Linked DNA regions of Macaca mulatta: region 2 is linked to region 1. A link is a contact called in public Hi-C data. All regions are on one chromosome and are shown on one strand. Each heading gives the region's core, a stretch centred on a gene start, on an enhancer-like site or on the middle of the called end of the contact. The rest is flanking DNA. Distances are from core to core; before and after follow the strand shown. Region 1 holds the start of SLC16A11 (solute carrier family 16 member 11). Region 2 holds the start of YBX2 (Y-box binding protein 2).

Region 1 (4,308 bases), core at 1,238-3,737:
GCCTGAGGTAGAAGAGGAATGTACCCTTGCACAGCCCCAGTCCCAGGCTCTAGGATACCCTTCTGGCTTCGTAAGCATCCTGCGAAGGTGCTCAGCATCACTTAGCACAACTCCCAGACGCAGAGGGCCCGGTCTTCGCTCTGAGTGCCCTGCATTTCTGCCTCACCATGGGGAGACGGTGATTCGTTTAGCTTGGAGCAGAGTCTTCAGCAGCCTTCTCAGGAGGCAGGATCCCTGCCCTCCCCGGTGGCTGAGGACCTGCTTTCACAACAGCACTCCGGGCTGGGAAACCGGTGGGGCCACTTTCCTAAGGTGTGTCTGTCACCTTAGACCTTCATGAACAGGACGTTTCAAGCAGAGAGCATGACATTTGCAAAAATTGAGGAGTGAGGAAAAGCTAGGCATGTCCATGGAGCAGAGAAGATAGTGGCTGATGGGAGGCTGCAAAAGGGAGGGAGGAGAGACGGTTTGGAACGGTAACCTAGGTCTACCTTTGATTCTTGTAAAAGGCCTGTACAGAGTACAGAAATGTAATTTTTTCCCTCTTTAGGCAGTGGAGAGCCGTTGAAGGTCATGCTGTGTTTTTCATGTTTACAGTTGCGCTCCTTAAGAAGCGTTTTTCTTGTCTTTACAGGCAGATTCTTTCCCAACAATTAGGAAACACTGCCATCATGTGGCTCGGTGGATGCATGATCCCAACTTAGGTTGCTGAATGTTCTATCCTATGTTTAATAATTAAACCAAAGAACACACCTGGGAATTCAAACAGCTGAGGTAAAGAATGTCAACCTGTCAAAAAGGACATTTTCTATAAAGTGTTTCAAAAAATCAATACCTGGGTTCCATGACCTGATTTCTTACTTTGCTTTCAAAATTCTAACCTGGCCAGGCATGGTAGACTGTAATCTCAGCACTTTGGGAGACCAAGGTGGAAGGATTGCTGAAGTCCAGGAGCTTGAGACCAGCCTGTGCAACATACTGTGACCCCCTCTCTACAAAAAATGAACAAATTTAGCCAGGCATGGTGGCGTGGAGCCTGTAGTCCCAGCTACTCGGGAGGCTGAGTTGGAGGATCGCTTGAGCCTGGGAGGTCGAGGCTGCAGGGAGCCATAACGGCACCACTACACTTCAGCCTGGACCAGACCCTGTCTCTGTAAATACATACATACATACATACATACATACATACGTAAAAAATAAAATTCTAACCTAAGTGTTTAGAGATTCTGATCTCAAGAATCCTTTCTATTCCCAGTGACCCCTTATTTTAGAATCCTGTGTTTTCTGTCCCTGCAATGGTTCCGCCCTTTCCAGGGCAGTTTGCATCAAGCTGTATCCAGGATATTTCTCTTAACTGTGCCAGATTTTGTTTCAGTTCCAGGATTGTTCTCCCTGTAGGTCCCACAGTTGGACAGACCTAAATTCAAATATTCACACCATTTTTTCCCTGTGAGCTTCAGTTACTGCATCTATAAAAGAGGCACGACACCAGCCGGGCGCGGTGGCTGACTCCTGTAATCCTAGCACTTTGGGAGGCCAAGGTGGTGGATCACCTGAGGTCATGAGTTCCAGACCAGTCTGGCCATGGCGAAACCCCATCTCTACTAAAAAATACAAAAATTAGCCAGGAGTGGTGGCATGTGCCTGTAATCCCAGCTACTCGGGAGGCTGAGGCAGGAGAATCGCTTGAACCCAGGAGGCAGAGGTTGTGGTGAGCCAAGATCTCGCCACTGCACTCCAGCCTAGGCTACAGAGTGAGACTCCATCTAAAAAAAAATAAATGAATAAAAGAGAGCAACAACTTCTTCATAGGGTTATTATAAGATGAAATGATAGCATGTGTAAACAGTGCCTGGCACATCACAGGTCTTCACTTTGAGAGAGTCCTGTTTCACCCTCTATCCTTGGGGGCCTGTTATTTTATTTATTTATTTATTCATTTATTTTTGAGACAGACTCTTGCTCTGTCGCCCAGGCTGGAGTGCAGTGGCATGATCTTGGCTTACTGCAACTTCTGCCTCCTGGGTTCAAGAGATTCCCCTGCCTCAGCCTCCAGAGTAGCTAGGAATACAGGCTCGTGCCACCATGCCTGGCCAATTTCTTTGTTTTTTTAGTAGAGATGGTGTTTCGCCACGTTGGCCAGGCTGGTCTCGAACTCCTGACCTCAGGTGACCCACCCATATCGGCCTTCCAAAGTGCTGGTATTATAGGCGTGCACCGTGCCCGGCCTGGGGGTCTGCTATTCTAAGCACAGCTCTGGCACTCAGTGGAAGTCTGTGATCTGATATCCGAGGTCTACCTGGTCCTAAGCAATGTTCCTGAAAACAAAACTACTCATCCCCTCAGGCTTTTGGGACCATCCATATTTCCCCGCGTTGGCGGTGGACCCCGGGCTCGGGCTCGCTGGGGTTTGCAATCCACGTGTCTCCCCTGCGCGCAGCAGGCAGCAGGTGCATGGGTGTGAGCAGGGCAGGGCCCCTCGGCATTCATTCCTCTCCACTCCCTCCCCGGGGCTGGGGGTTGTGTGTGTACATAATTCAATCCCCGTGGGACTGGTGTCTGGCCTCACCCGCGGCTTGGCTGATTGGTTGTTTCAGCTCGCCCCCGCCCTCCGTACCCCCGGCGTCCCAGGTGGCTCGGGCCCCTGTGGTGATCTCTGTTTACCGAGAGAGCTTGTCCAAGTTGGGCTCCATCGCTGCTCTCGCTCCCCTTCGGGGCCCCCGCCCGCCTGGGAAGCGGAGAGAAAGCCGGGCCCAGCCCTTCCTCGCCCTTCCCCTCCCCGCACAGCCCGGAGAGGTCGGGTAAGGGGGAAGGAGTGTACGTGGGACGGGGAGCCCCGGGCCTGGGGGATCTGGCTGTCCCCGTCCTGGTACCTCGCGCGGACCCGGGAGTTCCAGCCCTAGGCCTGGCTCCGGCTCCCTCTGCTCTGCGCCATCGCGCTCGGGGTGACCCGCCCACCCCGGGGGAGCAGCCAGAGGCTGGATCTCAGGGATGCCAGCTTCCCAGCGGAAGCACAGGCGTAGAGGCTTCTCTCACAGGTGTTTGCCTACCCCCGCAGACGGCGATGACCCCCCAGCCCGCCGGACCCCCGGACGGGGGCTGGGGCTGGGTGGTGGCGGCCGCAGCCTTCGCAGTGAACGGGCTGTCCTACGGGCTGCTGCGCTCGCTGGGCCTTGCCTTCCCTGACCTTGCCGAGCACTTTGACCGAAGCGCCCAGGACACTGCGTGGATCAGCGCCCTGGCCCTGGCGGTGCAGCAGGCAGCCAGTGAGGCGGGCTCTGAGGCGAGAGACGGGAACGGGGAGGAGGGGCTGTGAGTGGAGGGATGGGAGACCCCCCTGATTACCCGACAACCTGAGAAAGGACGACCGGCTCTAGAAAAGAGTGCATCTTAAGGTCAAGGAGAGGAACCATTAGTTCGAGGGAGGTAAACAGCCAATGAGAGGTGTTGGAGAGAGTTTGGGGGCCCGGGGGCGTGTCTTTTATTGACTCCGCCCCCTTCCAGGCCCGGTGGGCAGCGCCCTGAGCACGCGCTGGGGAGCCCGCACGGTGGTGATGGTTGGGGGTGTCCTCGCCTCGCTGGGCTTCGTCTTCTCGGCTTTCGCCCGCAGTCTGCTGCACCTCTACCTCGGCCTGGGCCTCCTCGCTGGTGAGGGAAGGGGGATGCCCGGGTCATTCAGGGTGAACTGGGGACAGGAGCTTATGGGACTGGGGTAGCGAACGAGGCGAGGGCCTGGTGCGGAGAGCAGGACTGGGAATGCTGGGGAGGGCGTCCCCAGTGCCGGCCCACATCCCCTCCCATTCATTCGCAGGCTCTGGTTGGGCCCTGGTGTTCGCCCCTGCCCTAGGCACCCTCTCGCGTTACTTCTCCCGCCGTCGAGTCTTGGCGGTGGGGCTGGCGCTCACTGGCAACGGGGCCTCCTCGCTGCTCCTGGCGCCTGCCTTGCAGCTTCTCCTCGATACTTTCGGCTGGCGGGGCGCTCTGCTCCTTCTCGGCGCGATCACCCTCCACCTCACTCCTTGTGGCGCCCTGCTGCTACCCCTGGCCCTTCCTGGCGACCCCCCAGCCCCACCGCGTAGTCCCTTAGCTGCCCTCGGCCTGGGACTCTTCACACGCCGGGCCTTCTCGATCTTTGCTCTAGGCACAGCCCTGGTTGGGGGCGGGTACTTCGTTCCTTACGTGCACTTGGCCCCCCACGCTTTAGACCGGGGCCTGGGGGGATACGGGGCAGCGCTGGTGGTGGCCGTGGCTGCGGTGGGTGATGCGGGCGCCCGGCTGGTCTGCGGGTGGCTGGCAGACCAAGGCTGG
Region 2 (4,069 bases), core at 306-2,805, 260 kb before region 1:
CAGTCCTCTCATCTGTGGAATGGGGGCTGTTCATGTATTCGATAAATATTGAACGTGTACGTTGTACCAGGCACTGCTGCAGGCGTCCGGCTTAACTACAAGGCTCTTACTGCTGTGGAGTTTACAGCCCACCGTGTGCAGGGAAATAAAATAAGCAAATGGTCAGGATCGTGTCATATTTTCAAAAATGCCATCAGAAAAAGAAGGAATGGTGCGATCGCGAAGAGTCGTATGTAAGCTGCTACTTGAAGAGAGCCACCCTGGGACACGAAGGCGTGTTCTCGGCAGAGGAAACTGCATGTGCAAAAGGCCTCGAGTCCGCTGGAGCTTGACGCCTGACCGGAGACCACAGCCCCCGGCAGGCAGATGTGAGAGACCCCAAAGCCAGTCTAGGGCGGTAGACATCAGAGCTGCAGCAGTCGGCATGGGCCACATAGGTAGACACATTGATCAAAACTCAGGAAGTCTGGGCACAGTGACTCACGCCTGTCATCCCAACACTTTGGGAGGCTGAGGCGGGTGGGTCACCGGTCAGGAATTCGAGACCAGCTTGACCAATATGGTGAAACCCCATCTCTACTAAAAATACAAAAATTAGACGGGCTGTGGTGGCGCATGCCTGTCATTCCAGGTACTCAGGAGGCTGAGGAGGGAGAATCGCTTGAATCCGGGAGGCGGAGGCTGCAGTGAGCCCAGATCACGCACTGCGCTCCAGCCTGGGCGACAGAGGGAGACTTTGTGTCAAAACAAACAAACAAACACACCCAACTCAGCGAAGTGTTGCACATTGTGCTACTTGTAAACTTTGTTTCCAATACAGACATAGGTAGAGGCAGGCCAGGAGCCACTTTGAGGTGGCTCAAGGCAGGAGAATCGCTTGAATCCGGGGGACGGAGGTTGTAGAGAGCTGAGATCGCGCCACTGCACTCTAGTCTGGGCGACAGAGCGAGACCCTGTCTCAAAAAAAAAAAAAGAAAGAAAGAAAGAAAGAAAAGAGTGGGGGGTCCTGGCTTATGGGAGCAAGTGTGAGCCGGGAAATCCATTCTGCTGCGCTTTCCAGCCTATCCGGCGGCGGACCCCGCAGCCCCAGGGTGTGCAGGGCCGTCTTGTGGGGAGAGGGTGCCAAGGGCAGCGGTGGCCGGAAGGCGTCTGCACCTGGCAGCATACGGGCAAGGTCGGTCTCGAGGGTGGAGGCGAGCAGTGCTACTCACTGCCAGAACCGAGGCTGCAGACTCCCGCCCCTCGCTCAGGTTGTCACGGGCAACCTTGGCGCCGCGGCCACGGCCCCGCCCTTCGCGCAGAGGCCAGGTGGCAGTTGGGGCGCGACCGGCCCGTTTGATTTCCCGCGGCCGGTGGAAAGGGGCGGAGGGGGGAGGGGAAAGGGGCCGCCGGCCAATGGGTCGGGCCGGGGGTGGTCACGTGGCGGCCAGGGGGCGGGGCCCAGGTGTACTTACTGGGCAGCCGGCGGGGGCCGGGGCCGCGGTGCGAAGTCCGGGAGGCGGGGTCGGCGTGCGGGCTGGGGGCTGCTGGGCTGGGATTGGCCCGTGGTCGGGAGGCGGGGTCTGCGCGAGCGGCGGCAGCGGGCTGCGATTGGCCTCGGCTCTGTGCCCGCTGCCGGCGTGCGGGCGAGGCTCGGGGCGCGAGGACCGAGCAGGGCGGCGGGTTCGCGAGCCGGGGGGAGGGGCCGGGGCGGTGGCGGCGGCGGCGGCGGAGGAGGCGGTGGCGGCGGGGGCCGGTACTGGACCCGGCGGGATGAGCGAGGTGGAGGCGGCAGCGGTGGCTACAGCGGTCCCCGCGGCGACGGTGCCCGCGACGGCGGCAGGGGTGGTAGCGGTGGTGGTACCGGTGCCCGCAGGGGAGCCGCAGAAAGCAGGCGGCGGGGCGGGCGGCGGGGGCGGAGCCGCCTCGGGCCCCGCTGCTGGGACCCCCTTGGCGCCGGGCCCCCGCACCCCTGGCAACCCGGCGACGGCGGCCTCGGGAACCCCCGCCCCCCCGGCCCGGAGTCAGGCGGACAAGCCGGTGCTGGGTGAGGGGGGGGCGCGCACAGGGAGGCTCTGAGGGGTCGGCGGGCTGGGGGAGGGGCAGTGTGGAGCCCGGCAGGATCCGGAAAACCAAAGGCGGCCTGGCCCGGAGGCCCAGAGCGCTAACTGGGCTGGGAGCTGCGCACCAAACAAAGTGGATTCCCCTGGTGGGAAATCCTGCCGTGCCTTCCTGGGCGGGAGGGCGGGGCCGGCAGGTTCAGCTAAGGTCTTGGGGTGGAGAATAAAGCCCCAGGGTCCGGCCACGCCCCCGGGCGGGACACAGTGCCTAGTTGACTGGGTTAGAACTAGGCAAACCTCTGAGCCCGGCAAGCAGGTGCACTGGGGACCCTTGCATTGGGAGGGCTAGAAAAACCCTCAGTTATGACCTGGGGGCGGCACTTTGCAGACCAGGTGAGTACCCAGTTCTAGGTGAAGGGTCTGGATTTGTAGGATGTGGGGAACATGCCTTAGAGTTGGAAGGCTTTTTGAAAGCCTGAATCCCCTGTGTGGGTGATTTCATTTGATGGAATAGGGTAAGAATACCTTGAAGCTACTAGTGAAACCTGATTGGCTTGAAGGCAAGCTTAATAGGTTATAAGGCAGTAGGCTAGATTTTTTTTTTTTTTTTGGAGTGTCTCAAAACTGAGTTCAACTCCATCTCTTCCCCCCGTCTCACTGTCCCCACTGCATCTCTGCCTGGCAGCAATCCGAGTCCTGGGCACTGTCAAATGGTTCAACGTCCGGAATGGTTACGGATTCATCAACAGGTATCCAAGGAACCCAGGGCGGGGGTGGAATGGGTGTCTTCCGAACTGGCCTGTGGGACTGGACACCCGCCCAACCTCATCTCGACCCCTGCGGAGGCACGTGGTTGCAATGTCCAGCTGATGCTGGTTGAAAGCCTTTAACCGCAGCACAAATGTGTGCTTAGTGACAAGAGGAAGGCTCCTCCACATCTTCAAGGGCAGCGGAGGATTAATGATTCAGGAACTTGGCAAACCTGGCTCTGACCCTGCCAGCTTCTCATCTCACCTTCTGGAATTGCTTCATTACTTTTACTCTGACATGCCTTTGGGGCAGAATGTATTATAGGGTTCTCTGTGCCTCAGGGCCCCCGGCGGGAATCCTCACTGATTTGCTGTTATGGCAGCACTCACAACTCAACTCCCTTAAAGAGCTCTGGCTCATTCGAGCCCCCCACCTGTTGGGACTGAGGCTGACAGTGGGGGGCAGGAGGAAGGAGCCAGAGGCTGCTGCTTTCCTTCAGTAGGCAGCCCCACCCCTCAGCACTGGGAGAGGCTGTGGCGGTGGATTCTGAGCAGAGCCGGGTCTCCGCCAGTGGGCCCTTCCCCAGCCCAGGCATCCTGCCCGGCCTGGCCCTCCTGGGAGGCCCTAGTTCACTCTTAGCATGCTGACCTTTGTGCAGATCCATGTGCTTTAAAGCTAAAACGTTTGTTCTGGGGAATGGTCTCTGTCTGATTCTGGAAATGGCAGACTGGGTGGGGGGCAGAGCACCTCCAGGAAAACTTTTCCTTTCTCCCCTCCCCCCACCCACTGGGGTTCTTGTGATAGAGAATGGGTGAATGTTTTCTTGTCTCTCACCCTTGCACCCACGCTTGTTGAGAGTGGGCCTGACCCTGGGATTCACGTCCAGGCTGAGGATGAGAATAAAGTTTGGTGGCTGTTTGGAGCAAGTTCCTGACACGTTGTTCCCTTCTCAAACTTGTTCTGCACCTCTGGCCCCCTCTGCACTTTCTGCCTCCTTGACTATAGAAGGAAGAAGACTGGAATTTTCCAAGCCTGATGGGGGTTGGGGGAGGGGTGTTGGCCAGGGACAGTTGCACCCAGCGCTGGCAGGTTGTAAGGCTAGCCTGGGGTGGAAGGTGGAGCCCAGGCAAGGGCAGAGCCATCTCAGGTCCCTCAAGGTGCCTTTGCCTCCCCAGCCTGCCCTTTCCTTGTGAAGTCCAGGTTTGGCACTGAGGTTTTAAGTATACCTCTCTCTACACCAGCTTCTGGAGGTCCTGCTGGCTCTCCCTCCTACTCCCTGG

Evidence for each region. A called contact is a pair of places that touch in the nucleus more often than the background predicts.
Region 2: a Hi-C map of fetal cortex germinal zone shows a contact between it and region 1, with 10 times the contacts expected there. The contact joins the promoter of YBX2 here to the promoter of SLC16A11 in region 1. A contact is called at or near these places in 3 of 14 Hi-C or Micro-C datasets (fetal cortex germinal zone, fetal cortical plate and liver).

The regions. Positions count from the first base shown.
Region 1 is chr16:8,517,449-8,521,756 of T2T-MMU8v2.0, reverse strand. SLC16A11 (solute carrier family 16 member 11) reads left to right here and starts at 2,487. Exons shown (of 5, transcript XM_015118415.3): 1 at 2,487-2,801; 2 at 3,059-3,266; 3 at 3,505-3,648; 4 at 3,812-4,308. The coding sequence starts at 3,065.
Region 2 is chr16:8,780,057-8,784,125 of T2T-MMU8v2.0, reverse strand. YBX2 (Y-box binding protein 2) reads left to right here and starts at 1,555. Exons shown (of 9, transcript XM_015118449.3): 1 at 1,555-2,026; 2 at 2,725-2,788. The coding sequence starts at 1,753.